Linked DNA regions of Mus musculus: region 1 is linked to region 2. A link is a contact called in public Hi-C data. All regions are on one chromosome and are shown on one strand. Each heading gives the region's core, a stretch centred on a gene start, on an enhancer-like site or on the middle of the called end of the contact. The rest is flanking DNA. Distances are from core to core; before and after follow the strand shown.

What was found. A called contact is a pair of places that touch in the nucleus more often than the background predicts.
Region 1: a Hi-C map of the N1E-115 cell line shows a contact between it and region 2, with 34 times the contacts expected there. The contact joins two enhancer-like sites. A contact is called at or near these places in 7 of 484 Hi-C or Micro-C datasets (the AML12 cell line, the G1E-ER4 cell line, the N1E-115 cell line and 4 more) and 1 of 115 datasets of contacts at active chromatin or transcription factors (craniofacial prominence).

The regions. Positions count from the first base shown.
Region 1 is chr1:186,285,025-186,289,223 of GRCm38.p6, forward strand. No RefSeq gene overlaps it. Among named protein-coding and RNA genes, the nearest start is that of Gm35341, 120 kb to the right of the region's middle. Within about 2 kb of position 2,922, at least 12 of the 459 cell types and tissues checked have an H3K27ac peak or open chromatin away from gene starts, as enhancers often do. A contact at or near this core is called in the N1E-115 cell line, where this site is marked.
Region 2 is chr1:186,181,120-186,184,987 of GRCm38.p6, forward strand. No RefSeq gene overlaps it. Among named protein-coding and RNA genes, the nearest start is that of Gm35201, 45 kb to the left of the region's middle. Within about 2 kb of position 1,677, at least 99 of the 459 cell types and tissues checked have an H3K27ac peak or open chromatin away from gene starts, as enhancers often do. A contact at or near this core is called in the N1E-115 cell line, where this site is marked.

The DNA.
Region 1 (4,199 bases), core at 1,672-4,171, 110 kb after region 2:
TAGGGTTGCAGATCCCTTTAGCTCCTTGGTTACTTTCTCTAGCTCCTCCATTGGGGGCCCTGTGATCCATCCAATAGCCGACTGTGGGCATCGACTTCTATGTTTGCTAGGCCCCAGCATAGCCTCACAAGAGACAGCTATATCAGGGTCCTTTCAGCAAAATCTTGCTAGTGTATGCAATGGTATCAGCGTTTGGAGGCTGATTATGGCAGTCTATAGATGGTCCATCCTTTCGTCTAAGCTCCAAACTGTGTCTCTGTAACTCCTTCCACGGGTGTTTTGTTCCCAGTTCTAAGAAGGGGCGAAGAGTCCACACTTTGGTCTTCATTCTTCTTGAGTTTCATGTGTTTTGCAAATTGTATCTTATATCTTGGGAATACCCAAGAAACTTGAATACTAAGAATACTAAGTTTCTGGGCTAATATCTACTTATCAGTGAGTACATATCCCAGATGTCCCTCAACAGAGGAATGGATACAGAAAATGTGGTACATTTACACAATGGAGTACTACTCAGCTATTAAAAAGAACGAATTTATGAAATTCCTAGGCAAATGGATGGACCTGGAGGGCATCATCCTGAGTGAGGTAACCCAATCACAAAAGAAAATTAATTTTTCTATGAATATTTAAATCTAACATAGTTGGGCCTGGAGAGATGACTCAGTGCTTAAGGGCACTTGCTGCTCTTACCAAGGACACAGCCAGGTTCCAGTCCCACCATCCACACAGGGCCTGATAGCCATCTGTAAACGCCAGTTCCAGGGTTCTGATGCCCTCGTCTGGCTTCTGAGGGCACATGAGTACACACTAAGTGTACTTATGTGCCTGCAGGCAAAACACATAGATAAAAATTTTTTAAAGTTTTAAAATTAATAACAGCTGAAAAAATTTAAAGCATTTTATCACTATCAATCAGTATCTCTGCAATATTATAATGTTTCAGGGCAGAGATTTACCCATGACTTGCCTTTAAATTTCCTATCAAGATTTCTAATGTCTTGAAGAAAGAAAATCCTGAAAACATCACTTACTACTGGAATGTTCTATTAGCTAAACATAGTGGTGAATACTTGCAATCTCAGCACTGAAGAGAGAAAAACAGAAGGACCAGGAGTTCAAGGCCAGCCTCTGCTATGCAGAGGATTCAAGCCCGGACTATATGTGACCCTGTCTCAAACTAATCAAGAATGCACTCTTACATGGCTTCCTCAAGCTACTAAGGGTACAAAAGCTACGTTTTAGTGACTCCTACTGTTTGATAATTCCATGCATACATATATCTTTATTTCATTCATAAACTTTCACATCTTAAAGGAGCTGTTTGGTGGCTGCATGGTTGTGGCTTTCAGAGCTAAACTAATAGTATTAATATAGCTTGAAATTTCCATTTCTTCACAAGCATATGAAATACCAAGGCTCCTTTTAGACAGCTAATATGCAGTTTATTGATATTTACAACATGTTGTAAAGCTAACCACAAGCACAAATCCTCTGCATCCCTACCAAAAACCAATCAAAAGGAAGATAATTGAGTTAGCCTCCTCGTGACTGAGCACAGCATGTCCACATTAACAAATTTACTAATGGGGTAGTCATGCGTTGTTCTCAGGACGTGGGTTACTGATTCCACAAAACAGAGTAAAACAGGCACAGTAAGATCAACGACTAACACATGAATAGCTATTCTTGCCAATTGTGTGAAGGAGAGGAGAGGGAGAGAGAGAGAGAGAGAGAGAGAGAGAGAGAGAGAGAGAGAGAGAGAGAGAGAGAGAGAGAGAGAGAGAGAGAGAGAACAGTGCCTAGAAAGTAGAGTCAGCTGACCTTGAACAGCGTCAGAATATATCTACCTCAGATCTGTGTGATTTGGATAAGCCACTTGCTCTCTGTGACCCTCACTTTATTCAACTGGGCAATAAAAATGATCTCCTGAGGGTTCATGGGAAAGAAAACATCATTGATGTCAGAGGCTTTAAAACACCTCCATAGATGTCAGGATGCTCATAAAAAATCTCCCCAGAGAGGAGGAAAAGCTCCATTGTCTATGGGAAGGAGGGGGGGGCTCCCTTCATTTCTACTAGATGTGGGTGAACACTTCTTAACAGAGCTTTAAGCTGTATAGTTTCAAAATGTTGTAAAGTTGTATTTGGTTACAGGCATGGCATGATCTAGTCATGAAATGGGCACTGTCAACTACAGGTTGACAGTGTCACACAGACAGCCCCTTTCTTCACCAACCATCAAGAAAGTTCTATTATGAGAAAATAGGAAGAGGTTTTTAAGAGTTGAAAAAATATGCAAGGAAATGTTTTCCTCTTTGAGTTGGAAAATATGAGACCATTTAAGCGTCACAAGGCTATTTGGTTTTAAACCATAACTGTCTCTTCCCTCCTGACTCAACTTAAAATCTGATTATCATAATGGGTAGTGTCTTTGTGCCTCTCAAGATCTGATTTTCTGGTAGATACAGGGGGACCCCTTAGGGAACGGCACCCAAACCTCTGCTCTTACAAGCCACATCTATTTCTAGCGCAGAGATGTCCAGCTCTCGTCTCTGTCCCTGAGCTGCACTTGCTTGCTCCTTAGCCACTACCAATTACGTTTTGTCTGAGAGCTATGATCTATTAGTTATCCGCCCCCACGGTGGCTCTGATAAAATACCCCAAGGAGAAACAGCTTAAAGGAAAACCAGTTGGCTTCTGACTCACAATCCCGGAGGGGTAGAGTACAGGGTGGTGGAGACAAGGCAGAAAAAGAAGGGGGTGGAGGGGTGCAGGGGCGAGGACTGGGACTTGGTTATTCTCATTTCATCTACACACAGGAAGCAGAGAGAGAATGAGAATCAAGACCAGACTGTAAAACCTCAAAGCCAGTGCTCAGTGCTATACTTTCTCTAGCGAGGTTCCACTTCCTAAATGTTTCCATTACGTCCCTTTGTAGTTTCCCTCCGCAGCGATGTGGAGGAGAAATACCACTGTAGTTGTGTGTATTTAGACACTTACTTGGTCCTCAATGGGTGGTGCTGTTGAGAAGGCTATAGAACATCCATCGCTGATGTGTCTGCTGTAAGTTTGGAACCTGAGAATTAGTCATGGCCAACCGTTAAACTCAGCTTATGCTCAAAGTTGGAACGGACATCTGATTAAATGAGCCTTGAGCTGAACTGCTCATCGTTTACAGAGGAGTAATGCTAACATTTTTCAGTTGTTTTAAAACCCAGTGAGAACTTCTGAACAGAAACCAAACCTATATTTTTGAAAACCACTGACCCGGAATAAAATGAGAGCATTGGAATATTTTCTGGAATAAATTTGAACCAAATTGATATTTTGCTAGATCCAAGTCCCTAGTTAAGATAAAGTGTGTGGTCATGTACCATAACAGAGTTAAGTAGCCCACCCAGAGATTAAATATGTGGCCTTTCTCTCATTAGTTCTATATTTTATAAGTAACACAACGGTCATGTCATGACTTCTACAGAGCACTTCACTATGAAAGGAGAGAGAGGAATAATTTTATATGAGGGAAGAGGAGCAGAGTTTGAATCTAAGAAGTTTCTGTAATTCACGCAGGCTCATGGTGAATACCCTCATAGTGAGGGAGTTTGGACCAGTGTTTTCTTTTGGGCACTGTATGACAAAGAAGAAGAAGTTGCAAAACCAAAACTTCAACTGTATGTATTCATTAATTTGAAGATGTCGTACTTTGGGAATAATAGCTATTGTTGGTATTGCTGACTGTCAAGTGCTAAGAGACTATCAAACAGGCTTGCCATTCTCCTTACCAAAGATGCCAACTCAAGATCTAGTTGGTGATATACCTAGCAGGTAAAGAAACCTGTAACCAAGTCTGAGGACCTGAGTTCTATTCTTGGGAAACACATGGCAGGAGAGAACCGGCCGCCACACGTTGTACTGGCACCACCACACCTGCGTTGTGAATGCATGTGCAAGCACATGCAAACTAAGTAAATTAATCTAGTGATATATCTAAAAACTCTAATTACTTTTATGCAGTTATGGATTCAAATCAAAGTCATTATTTTTGCTTAAGAACTAAGGAAGTGAGAGGCAATCGCACTTTTCATTTTCTTCATGCTAGGACCTCTGGAAGAAATTTGGATGTTTCCCCAAATATTTCAATAATTTTTTTCTATTAATTAATTTATTCTATGTGAATGGCTATTTTGGCTGCATGTA
Region 2 (3,868 bases), core at 427-2,926:
TGTGGAAGAGAAGTCTCCCCACAGGTAGGAACCTAGAACCAGTGGAAATTGTTAAAATGCTACTTTAAAGTAAACTCTACTATTGAGACATTTGAAAAAGACACTAAGCCAGTGTTGAATCAGGCTCGGCCCCACTCCAGTCACCCCATGTTGTGCAAAACAGTGGTCCGTGCCCTGCCTTGAGAGAGACTGTTTCACCTGCAGCTTTTGAATCCAGACTGAAGATGAAGGATGATTGCGCACTTCAGTGTACATACAAATGGCTCGCTCTGTCAGCCAATGAGGCACAGGCTGATGAATGATTGGTTCCTGGAAGGAGAAAACATGCTACCATATGTAATTAAGGTACATTGAGATGATCTAAGCACATGAGCTTATTTCAATCATATCAGGAAAGCACCCAGCCTTAGGAAAGAGGAAACTTCCTCACCTGGAACATATAATACTGCCATGTACAGTGGTGACTCTGCTGATCTGTCACCTGATACCTTGTGTGTGCTTTAAAGGGACAACAGGCAGGGAACATTCCAGCATCCCAGGGTCTTCAGCTTGATTTGCCTTCACTGGTGACACAGTCTGTTTTAACTGTTCTCTCTGTTTGCTATTTGTACAGTGTAGAATTCTGCAGTGGTAGCCATGTGTAACCTAACATAAGTTTTATGTCTATATAGTATTGATATATTTACTGTGTAGTGTGTGTGTGTGGTATAATTGCTGTTGTAATGTGTGATCTGAGCTTAGAATAAAAGAACCTATTTCTTCAGCCAGCTACCTGGAGACTTTGGGACTCCTTGACAAATGTTGCCAATAAAACCAACCTAGCTGATTGTTATTTAATAAAGCCCAGCACTGTGAAAAGATACAAATGTGGCTGTGTTTACAAGTCAGCGAGCTCACAGCAGTTCGCCCAGATCTCTCCTTTTCAGAGATGGTGATAAAGCTATATTGACTTCGTAAAACAGATAAAGAAATTGGAGTGAGAAATACAAGATATTGAGTCAGCACAGCCAGGGATCAAGATGTTCCCTGGAGTCTTTTTGTGTGATCACGTCCCATAGCCAAGTTCACTTATCCAAGAGGAACAAGTGATTAGCCAGTTCTTTTTTTCTTTCTTTCTTTCTTTTTTTTTTTTTTTTTAAATGAACTTTGGCACTCAGCAAAATGAATGTGGAAGACATATGGCTGGGTCCTGTGGCCAAAGTCAGAATTGAAAATTTTTCCCTTTCAGGTCGTTGGCAATCTAGCTTGAGAGCCCCTGGCCAGCTAGAGGTTTGTCCTCTCTCTGTCCTGTGTTCTGCTTAGCATTTCTTTGGCTCTTTCTGAATCAGTGAATGATATCTGCCTTTACAGTAGAGAGAAATTTGTCATTTTGAGATTGGTAATATGTCAGCGACTCCATGCCCTACCTACAGCACACGCTAGCTGCAGGGACTGTGGGAGCAGGCACCGTGCCTATCTCCATGTCTACAGGAGTAGACAACAACGTCCTCCCTAACTCCTGACCCCTGCAAAGGGCTTCCCCGAGATGAGAGCTGCGCTACACAGTTATTTATGAGACGTTAACCTTCGATCATTTCCAAGGCACAACAAAGCCTTCTTCTCTGGGTTACTTATTTATTTATGCCAGCATTACAGTACTTCATTATTGCCACAGGGGGAACCGTCGGCTTAATTTTGCTTCGGAGACAGTGCTGCTGAAGTCATTCGGCTAATGATTTATGCCCCGCGTGACTGGGCAGTCGTCTGTGCTTGCTGATTATATCTTGTTTACTGTTTATAACCAGCAGTCATTATGCCACCGAAGGCCCCTGCCAGCTCACCGCGTTTATTTATCCCTGTGGATCTTTAGATACGCTGGTTAGTATAGAAAACTTTTGAATGGTTTAGTATTTTTTAAAAGCCCCAGAAGCTGTGAATTAAACCACTGTGCTCTCTGCCTCACGGGAGAAAGAGTTTGTTGAGAGTGAGCGGTGAACAGCACGCCCCCATCCCCCAGCTCTCCTGCTTGCTTCTGGTTTGATCAGAAAGAAAGCCTGAGTGCTTTTCAGGAATATGGGGCTGTGACTCCGTCATCAGTTTTGGGTTCTGAGATCACAGGTTTTTCCCCTTGGCTGCCGCAGATTTTACCATATTAAGGAAACAGTTTGCTTAGAGAAATGCTGCACGTGTATACAGGTATACAGGCTAGGTTTGGTGGCTGGCAGGACTCACCCATTTAGCCCTGGGGCCAGCCTCTGTGAACAAAACCTTTACAACCAGCCTGCAAGATTTTTTTTTCTTTGTTCTGAGATGCACAGGGCAGATGAACCACATGGACAGGCAGAGAAAGGGACGGTTTGTATAACGTGGCAACATGTTTCCGCACTGGGAGGTGGCGAGGCATCCTTCACTCTGATTTGTGAGACAAATTCCCTCCTCGATGGGCGCTGGAATTCACCAATGAGTCTAAATGGTCTATAAGCCCCAGGCACCTGCCTAGATCTGCTCCTCAGGGCAGAGAATGACACCACACCTGACTTTTCTACTAAGGGGTTGGGGATCTGAACTCTGGTCCTCACGTTTGCCTGGCAAGCTCTTTACCCACTGAGCTATTCTGCTTGCCCTTTGCAACGATCATGTACAAATGCCTGTCTTGACACTGTTCCCACTCAGAGAGAAGGAAGGAAAACCTTACTGTTCTTGTGAGCAGCCGCAGACCAATCTGGATGACTGGTTCTGAACTTAGCTTTCTCCATCGAAGCTGTTGGCTGCCGAACCCTCCCCGCTCCTCCCCCCACTTTCCTTTGCTTTTACTTTTACATAGTTCTCTCTCTCTCTCTCTCTCTCTCTCTCTCTCTCTCTCTCTCTCTCTCTCTCTCTGCCCCTGGAATAGCTTCATATCTCTGCTCCTTAGTCAGCCAGTTCAGCCTGGTCACAGAGCTGCTTTCTCTGTAGACTGGTGATCCAGTTGAACAATGAGTGCTTGCCCAGGGAACTCAGGCACCTCACATTGAACAAAACACAGGGCACAAGGCAAGAGTTGTTTCTGACAACAGGTTTAGATATGAGAATAAAATCCCTCAACTGCTATAATGCATGTGGACAATTCAACCAAAAAAAAAAAAAAATCAGGAATTGAGTACATCAGTTTGTACGTAGAGAGCCAGGGCCAGTCTCTAAGGATGGGAACAAAACTGTTCCCATGTTTCAGTGTTATAATTTGAACATCTGTATATAACTTTAGTCCCAGAGAGTCCCCTGACACTGTCTTCTATATCAAAAACGGCCAGACACAAAAAGGAAATATATGTGATGTGTGTGTGTCTGCACGTGCGTGTGTGTCTTTAAAACACAAACCAAAGAGTAATAACAACTGTTTGATTCTCCTCATGACTCTATTTTCCTCACACAGATGCAAACCTTGAGCATAAATATTTGCAATATTATAACACATGGGGATATGGAAGCCATCTTATTTAGACATCATTTCTCCCTGGAAATACTATTCTGGTTTGTCAGGAGTTTTCGTTCATGTGTGTTTTCATTTAGTCTTATAATTACTCCTTCTAAGAAAGTAAAATGAAACTAACAAATTTTGGTGCAAATTACTCTGAAACGTCATTAAAGAATTTTATCACTATTTTAGAAATGGAATCTTATACAGCTTACCTCAGATAGCTGGCCAATCTTTTCTGCTTTTAAAATTCAAAATGTAACTAAATTACAAGTTATTTCAAAGTCTCTCTCTCTCTCTCTCTCTCTCTCTCTCTCTCTCTCTTTCTCTCTCTCTGCCTCTCTCTCAAACACACAGATACATACACAGATACACACAGACAGACACAAAGATACACAGACACACACAAACACAAAGATACACAAACACAAACAC